2 separate regions of the Mus musculus genome follow, and region 1 is linked to region 2. The links are chromatin contacts, called in public HiChIP or PLAC-seq maps. All regions are on one chromosome and are shown on one strand. The core of a region is the stretch at or near the end of the contact, and the rest is flanking DNA. Distances in the headings are between cores, read along the strand shown.

The links. HiChIP or PLAC-seq counts read pairs in DNA pulled down with a chosen protein or histone mark.
Region 1: a CTCF HiChIP or PLAC-seq map of CD8 T cells shows a contact between it and region 2, with 5 read pairs. The contact joins two enhancer-like sites. A contact is called at or near these places in 2 of 39 promoter capture datasets (liver and pre-B cells), 1 of 15 datasets of contacts at CTCF or cohesin (CD8 T cells), 5 of 484 Hi-C or Micro-C datasets (the G1E-ER4 cell line, the N1E-115 cell line, embryonic stem cells and 2 more) and 3 of 9 other capture datasets (adipose tissue, embryonic stem cells and pancreatic islet).

What each region holds. Positions count from the first base shown.
Region 1 is chr15:12,666,600-12,669,299 of GRCm38.p6, reverse strand. The region is part of intron 2 of Pdzd2 (PDZ domain containing 2); the gene reads left to right. Among named protein-coding and RNA genes, the nearest start is that of Gm41273, 16 kb to the right of the region's middle. Within about 2 kb of position 1,354, at least 60 of the 459 cell types and tissues checked have an H3K27ac peak or open chromatin away from gene starts, as enhancers often do. A contact at or near this core is called in CD8 T cells, where this site is marked.
Region 2 is chr15:12,584,953-12,587,654 of GRCm38.p6, reverse strand. All of the region lies in intron 3 of Pdzd2 (PDZ domain containing 2), which reads left to right. Among named protein-coding and RNA genes, the nearest start is that of Gm41273, 65 kb to the left of the region's middle. Within about 2 kb of position 1,329, at least 22 of the 459 cell types and tissues checked have an H3K27ac peak or open chromatin away from gene starts, as enhancers often do. A contact at or near this core is called in CD8 T cells, where this site is marked.

The sequences.
Region 1 (2,700 bases), core at 105-2,604, 82 kb before region 2:
GACCTGGCTATTGCTATGATAACAAAATATCTATGTATGAAATGAATATTATCTTTCTGTTGGTGACCTTCACAGTCAGTGCTATTAACGTTTGATTTCCCAGCTAGCAAGAGGCTTCAGTAATTCCAGGGTGCGGGCTCCTTTCTCTCCCAGGTCCGTGGAATTTTCCTGTCTTTCTCCTTTGCCTCAGTAAGGAGCACTAAGAAACCATCCTTTAAAGGTCGGTTCTCAACTCCGTTGGGGAGGAGGGGGGTGGAAGGACCATTTCACAGGGGTCACATATCTGGATATCCTGCATATCAGATATTATCATTACCATTCATAACAGTAACAAAATTACAGTTATGAGGTAGCAATGAAAATAATTTTATGGTGGGGGGGGGTCAACACAACTTGAGGAACTGTATTAAAAAGTAGCAGCATTAGGAAAGTTGACACCTGCCCAGGAGACAGAAAGCATGCTTAGAGTGCACGCTGAGTACTGACTGGCCTTTGCAACTCTGGGCTCAGTCATGAACCCACTGTTTATGTATCATGCTGAGCCCAGACATATGCTCGAAACACTAGCATTATCCATAACGGGAGTATTACCCATTTCAGCTGAGAAAAATGTTTAAATGTATTATCACTTCACCGTTGCCATTGTAAGCCCACAGTCATCTTAGGCCCATTCCTCACAGGGGTCCCTGCTGCAGAGAATGGTTGTGCTCTCTCCTTGGCCATCGAAGTCAGAGACTTCCTCATTCCTTGCTGCCACTGATGTCTTAAATAATATTCTTTTCAGGTTCAACAAACAGGTGGTGCACTGAGACAGATTTCGGGTGAATTGTCCTTTAATCCAACACTCTCTGGGGAAACTGAGATAGGACATCCAATATCAACTGACAGACAAATGAGCCAGCCAATTCTACTGTCTGGCCCAACCCTGGGACCGTTGCATGCTGGGATTTCTGAACTCTCATAGTCTTGGGCCAGTGATGGTGGTGAAGCTTCAGAGGGCCGTGGCTAATCAGCTGCAGATCTGCCTCTTCCCCTAGATTCGGGAGTTACAGGTCCGTCTTTGCTACCTACTCTAGCAAGTCTTCCACCTCCCCGGCTTCTCTTCAGGAAAGCCACCGCCTCCCCGCTGCCCAAGGGGTCGTTCTTAACAGCGCGCCTTTTATCCTCTATACCCAACAGAACTTCGGGTGTTAATTCGGAGCAGCTGTACCCCAGCTCCTAGAGGGCTTCTGGGAGGGAACAGCGTGGGAGGGATGCCTGGCTGGGTGAGGCAGGGGCCCTCCGAGGGGCCGAGCCACCCAGGGAGCCCCTTGCAGATGCTTTCTTCTCTGTAGAAACCACTGTCTCAGCAAGGGGCCAGAGCCAGCACCGCCCTAAGACAATTTTGAGGTAGAGTGTCACATCTTGGCTCCTCCCACCTTCAAACTTGCCTTTCACTTTTAATTTCCTATCAGGCCTTCTAAAGGCAGCCAGTGCCCACTGGCTGGACCGCAGCCTCTCGACCACATTAGCAGAATTTCAGGGTCACCGTTCCTTATCGTCTTTGGGCCTGGGGCGGGGGGGGGGGGGGTCTAATAAGGAGGACACAATGTGTGCGCTGTGGTGCATTTTTGGAATTTGATCCTCCACCTTTCCAGCCAGAGATGTAGGACACTCACCAAGGCAGGGAACTTGCTTAGAGAAGGAGGTTTGGTAGAAGCTGTGGGTCAGGCTGTTGTGAGGCGAGGAGGCCTTGAGGGGTATAAGCAATACCCCACCCAGTCTGCATTGCTTACTAGAATGTTTTTCTCATGTTCCAGAGGTTGAAAGACCAAGATCAAGATTTTTTTGTTTGTTTTTTGTTTTTAGTTTGTTGGTTTATTTGAGACCTCCTTTCTTGGCTTTAAATGGACGCCTTCTCTGTGTATCTTCAGAACCTATCCTCTCTATCTGTGTCCACATTCTCCTTCTAAGGACACTGGTTAGCTGCTACACTCTGACAGGCTGACTTACACAACTTGTTCTGTGATGGCCTCAACTCCAATGTGTATGGTACTGGAGCTAGAGGCCCAGTGTATTTTCATTTGTTGGTTTGTTTGTTTAGTGAGGGGAGGCCACCAATTCAGCTAGGACAGATAGACTAGAATGTGCACGTACACACACATACATACAAAATACACACACTCCAGAAATGGACTATTTAGGGGAGGAAGTGGACTTATGGCAGGGAGGAGTAAGGTGATCAAGGGGCATGTGTGAATGAAGAACAATTGAGTGTATGTATGAAAATGTCATTAAAGCATTATTTTGTATACTTACCTCCCCTCCCCATTTTTTCTCACTAAAATGATAACTCAAGTGGCCAAGAATGTCTGAGGGACTGATGCGGTAAACATAGACTCAGTGGGTCCCTTTAGACAAATGGGGAGCAAATCTGCTGTTAGAGAACAGGAGACTATCTCGCCATCTGAAATTCCAGGCAGCAAACAGCACCTGGGAGGGGAAGCAGGGCCAAAGCAGGCCAGTGTGTGGGTTTCTACAGCTTTTGCTCGAACTGCATTTGCTCGCACGGTTGCTTTCCACTGCTCTTGGTGACGAGTAGCAGGTGCCATGGCTGTTTTATTTTCAAAGTTTCTGAGCTGAAATGTGGAGCTGACACAGTCCTTCTAGTCATTTCTCCATGTATTCGAGGGAACTGCTGTCTTAGCCCTGGAAACACCA
Region 2 (2,702 bases), core at 80-2,579:
CTTTCTCTCTCAAAATATCTCGCTGTCCTGAAGGTTTTTGACCTTTTTGACCACAAGTAATTGAAACCTTGGATTAGCAGTGAGCTATTTTACTGTGTAGCTTCAATGGTCTGGGTGCTGGCCACTTAAGTCAAAGACACATACAGGCATAGGGTCTTAAGTGCTCCAGCCACGATAGTGCCAATGTGTTCCTGGAGTATGAGGAGTCTGTACGATCCCAGAAGAAAATCTCACTGGGCAGATATAGGCCAGACATACTCAAGGTGACTGGCCAAATGGCACAGAGACACGCCATGCAATAAAGAGTAGCTGAGTATCAGCCCTAGCCAGCAGCAGCCTTCAATCCCCTCTGCCTCCAAATCATGTGTAAAAATAAATTTAGGGTTGGTACAATCTTAGACTGGTTACCCATGGCAACCTTGAGTTCTGTCTGGATTAAAGCAGATTTAGGCAGAGTGTCAAGAGGGTATGAGAAGGTGTTACTTGGAGAAATGACTGCAGGTGGTGATGTAGTAGGAGACAGAGAGAAAGGAAGATTCTCCAATTATAGCTTTATAATATGGTCCCTGGGGCCGCTTAGCACAGGGTCTTGTCTCCCTGCATGTGTGCCCAGAGGCACCTAGTACTCCATGCAAGACTATATATATAGTCTATAGGTGGTGACCTAGAGATATTAACGAAAGGTTAAATTTTACTCAGCATGCTCTCTAAGAAGATTTCCATTGCAGAAAGTTAAAAGGAAAACAAATTTCAGCATTTACAATTCAATTATCTGGAAAATTGGCCACGTGGAACAGCCCATTCCCCTAAGGATGTAGGCTGAAAGAAACAGCCCATGACCCACATGGTACCCAGCTCCATTCTTTTCAGCCTGCTGCCTTCTCGTGCAAGTTCTTTTCATGGCTTGGTTTCTGGAATCTCTTCCAGCTCATTCAAGTCCTACTTTCTGGTATCACGGAAGAAACTAAGACTCGGGGGAGTTCTTTCCTGAGGTCATCTATCTTCCCAGAGATCAAGTTTATGCCTTTGACTCAGAGTCAATAACTTTTTTTTTTCAAACCCATAAATAATAACAAATGGCATTGGATAGTTTTCTATATCCTGTAGTTTGTGATCAAAACAAATAGAAAGTTAAGTTTCTCTACATTTCATACAAAAGCAGGGGTCACACCCTAAAAACCTCCCGTCTCATAGGTGTAGCTTGTAGCAACTTGGTGACAAGAGTCATTGCTGCTGTTGGAAAGAAGCACGGAGCTTGCTTTCCCTAGATTTCTAAGTGCCACCAGGCCAAGGCAGTGGAGAATCTGAGAGCCGTCGTCTGCCATCTTGTGGTTGAAATCAAGCACTGTGAGAGAGTGTGCTGGAGCTGTCTGTCCCCCAGCTGGGTGTGCTTCACAGCTGTGCTCTTCAGGCTGAGGTCTCTGCTGAGTCGCCCCTCCTGAACCATACTGAGTCACCAAAATGTGCTGTTTCCCCAACTTTCATTCCTGCCCTTCCCCCCAGTTCCCACAGAAGACGAGACAGTGATTGCATGACCCACCCTGCTGGGCTCTTCAAGATGAATAAAGGAGTCCCCAGAGTCTTTAACGCCAGCTTCTAGTTTCTCTGTCCTGAAACTCACTCTGTAGACCAGGCTAGCCACAGACTCAGCCTGTCTCTGCTCTTGAATGCTGGGATTAAAGGTGTGCCACTACTGCCTAGACCAGAAATTTCTTTTAAGGTAAATCAGGTAACCAAGTCTCTAGCGTTATAGTGACTAATCGAGTGAGTTCTTAGAAAAAGCTGGCCGTGTCTGTAAACACTTATCAACAGGCATTTATTGAGTGACATTTCAGGGTCCACTGTTTTTGGCTTTTGAGACAGGCCCATGCTGATCACAAACTCACTATATAGCAGCAGAGGCTGACCTCTAACTTCAGACACTCTTGCTTCTGCCTCCTGAGTGCTGGAGTCACAGGCATGTACTGCCAGGCCTGCTCGATGTGATGCTGGGGCCTGAACCCAGGCTTTCATGCCTGCTTCATCCCCAGCCCTGGGTCCACTTGCTTTTGGGACGGAAGAGATGATATGAGATGGGAGACTTTCTCTGATACAGTGCTCTATCCTGTGATATGACACTTCGTCCAGACGCCCGTGATGCACTGCTCAATGCAGACACCCGTGATATGGCCCTCCATCCTGATGCCAGTAACACAACATTTCATCCAGCCATCCATGACACAGCGCTCTATCCAGACATCCATGACGCAGCGCTCCATCCAGACGCCTGTGACGCAGCGCACCATGCAGATGCCTGTGACGCAGCCCACCATGCAGACGCCTGTGACGCAGCGCACCATGCAGATGTGCTTCCTTTCCTTCCAACCACCTGCTTCGCTGATACCTGACTTGGAACTGAATGCCGGTGCGGCCATACACTCCCACCCAGGAAGAGGAAACCCCCAATGCCTCACTTCAGATACCCACTTCTAAACTGTTAGAAGTACTTCTAGGAATTGCTGTCACTAGGAAGCATAAGGAGGGAGGCATCTGGCGTGATTAAAGTACTACTGTCTGACTTCATACCCTCCCCCGTGGGCATTTCTGAGTCTTTTGCAGGAAGGCTGACTTCTGCTTCACCTTTCTTACTTGAGTATTGAACGCGTTTGAGCATTTCTGTTCTCTCATGTTTGGGTACTAAATGTCCCCAAGTGATTTTCAAT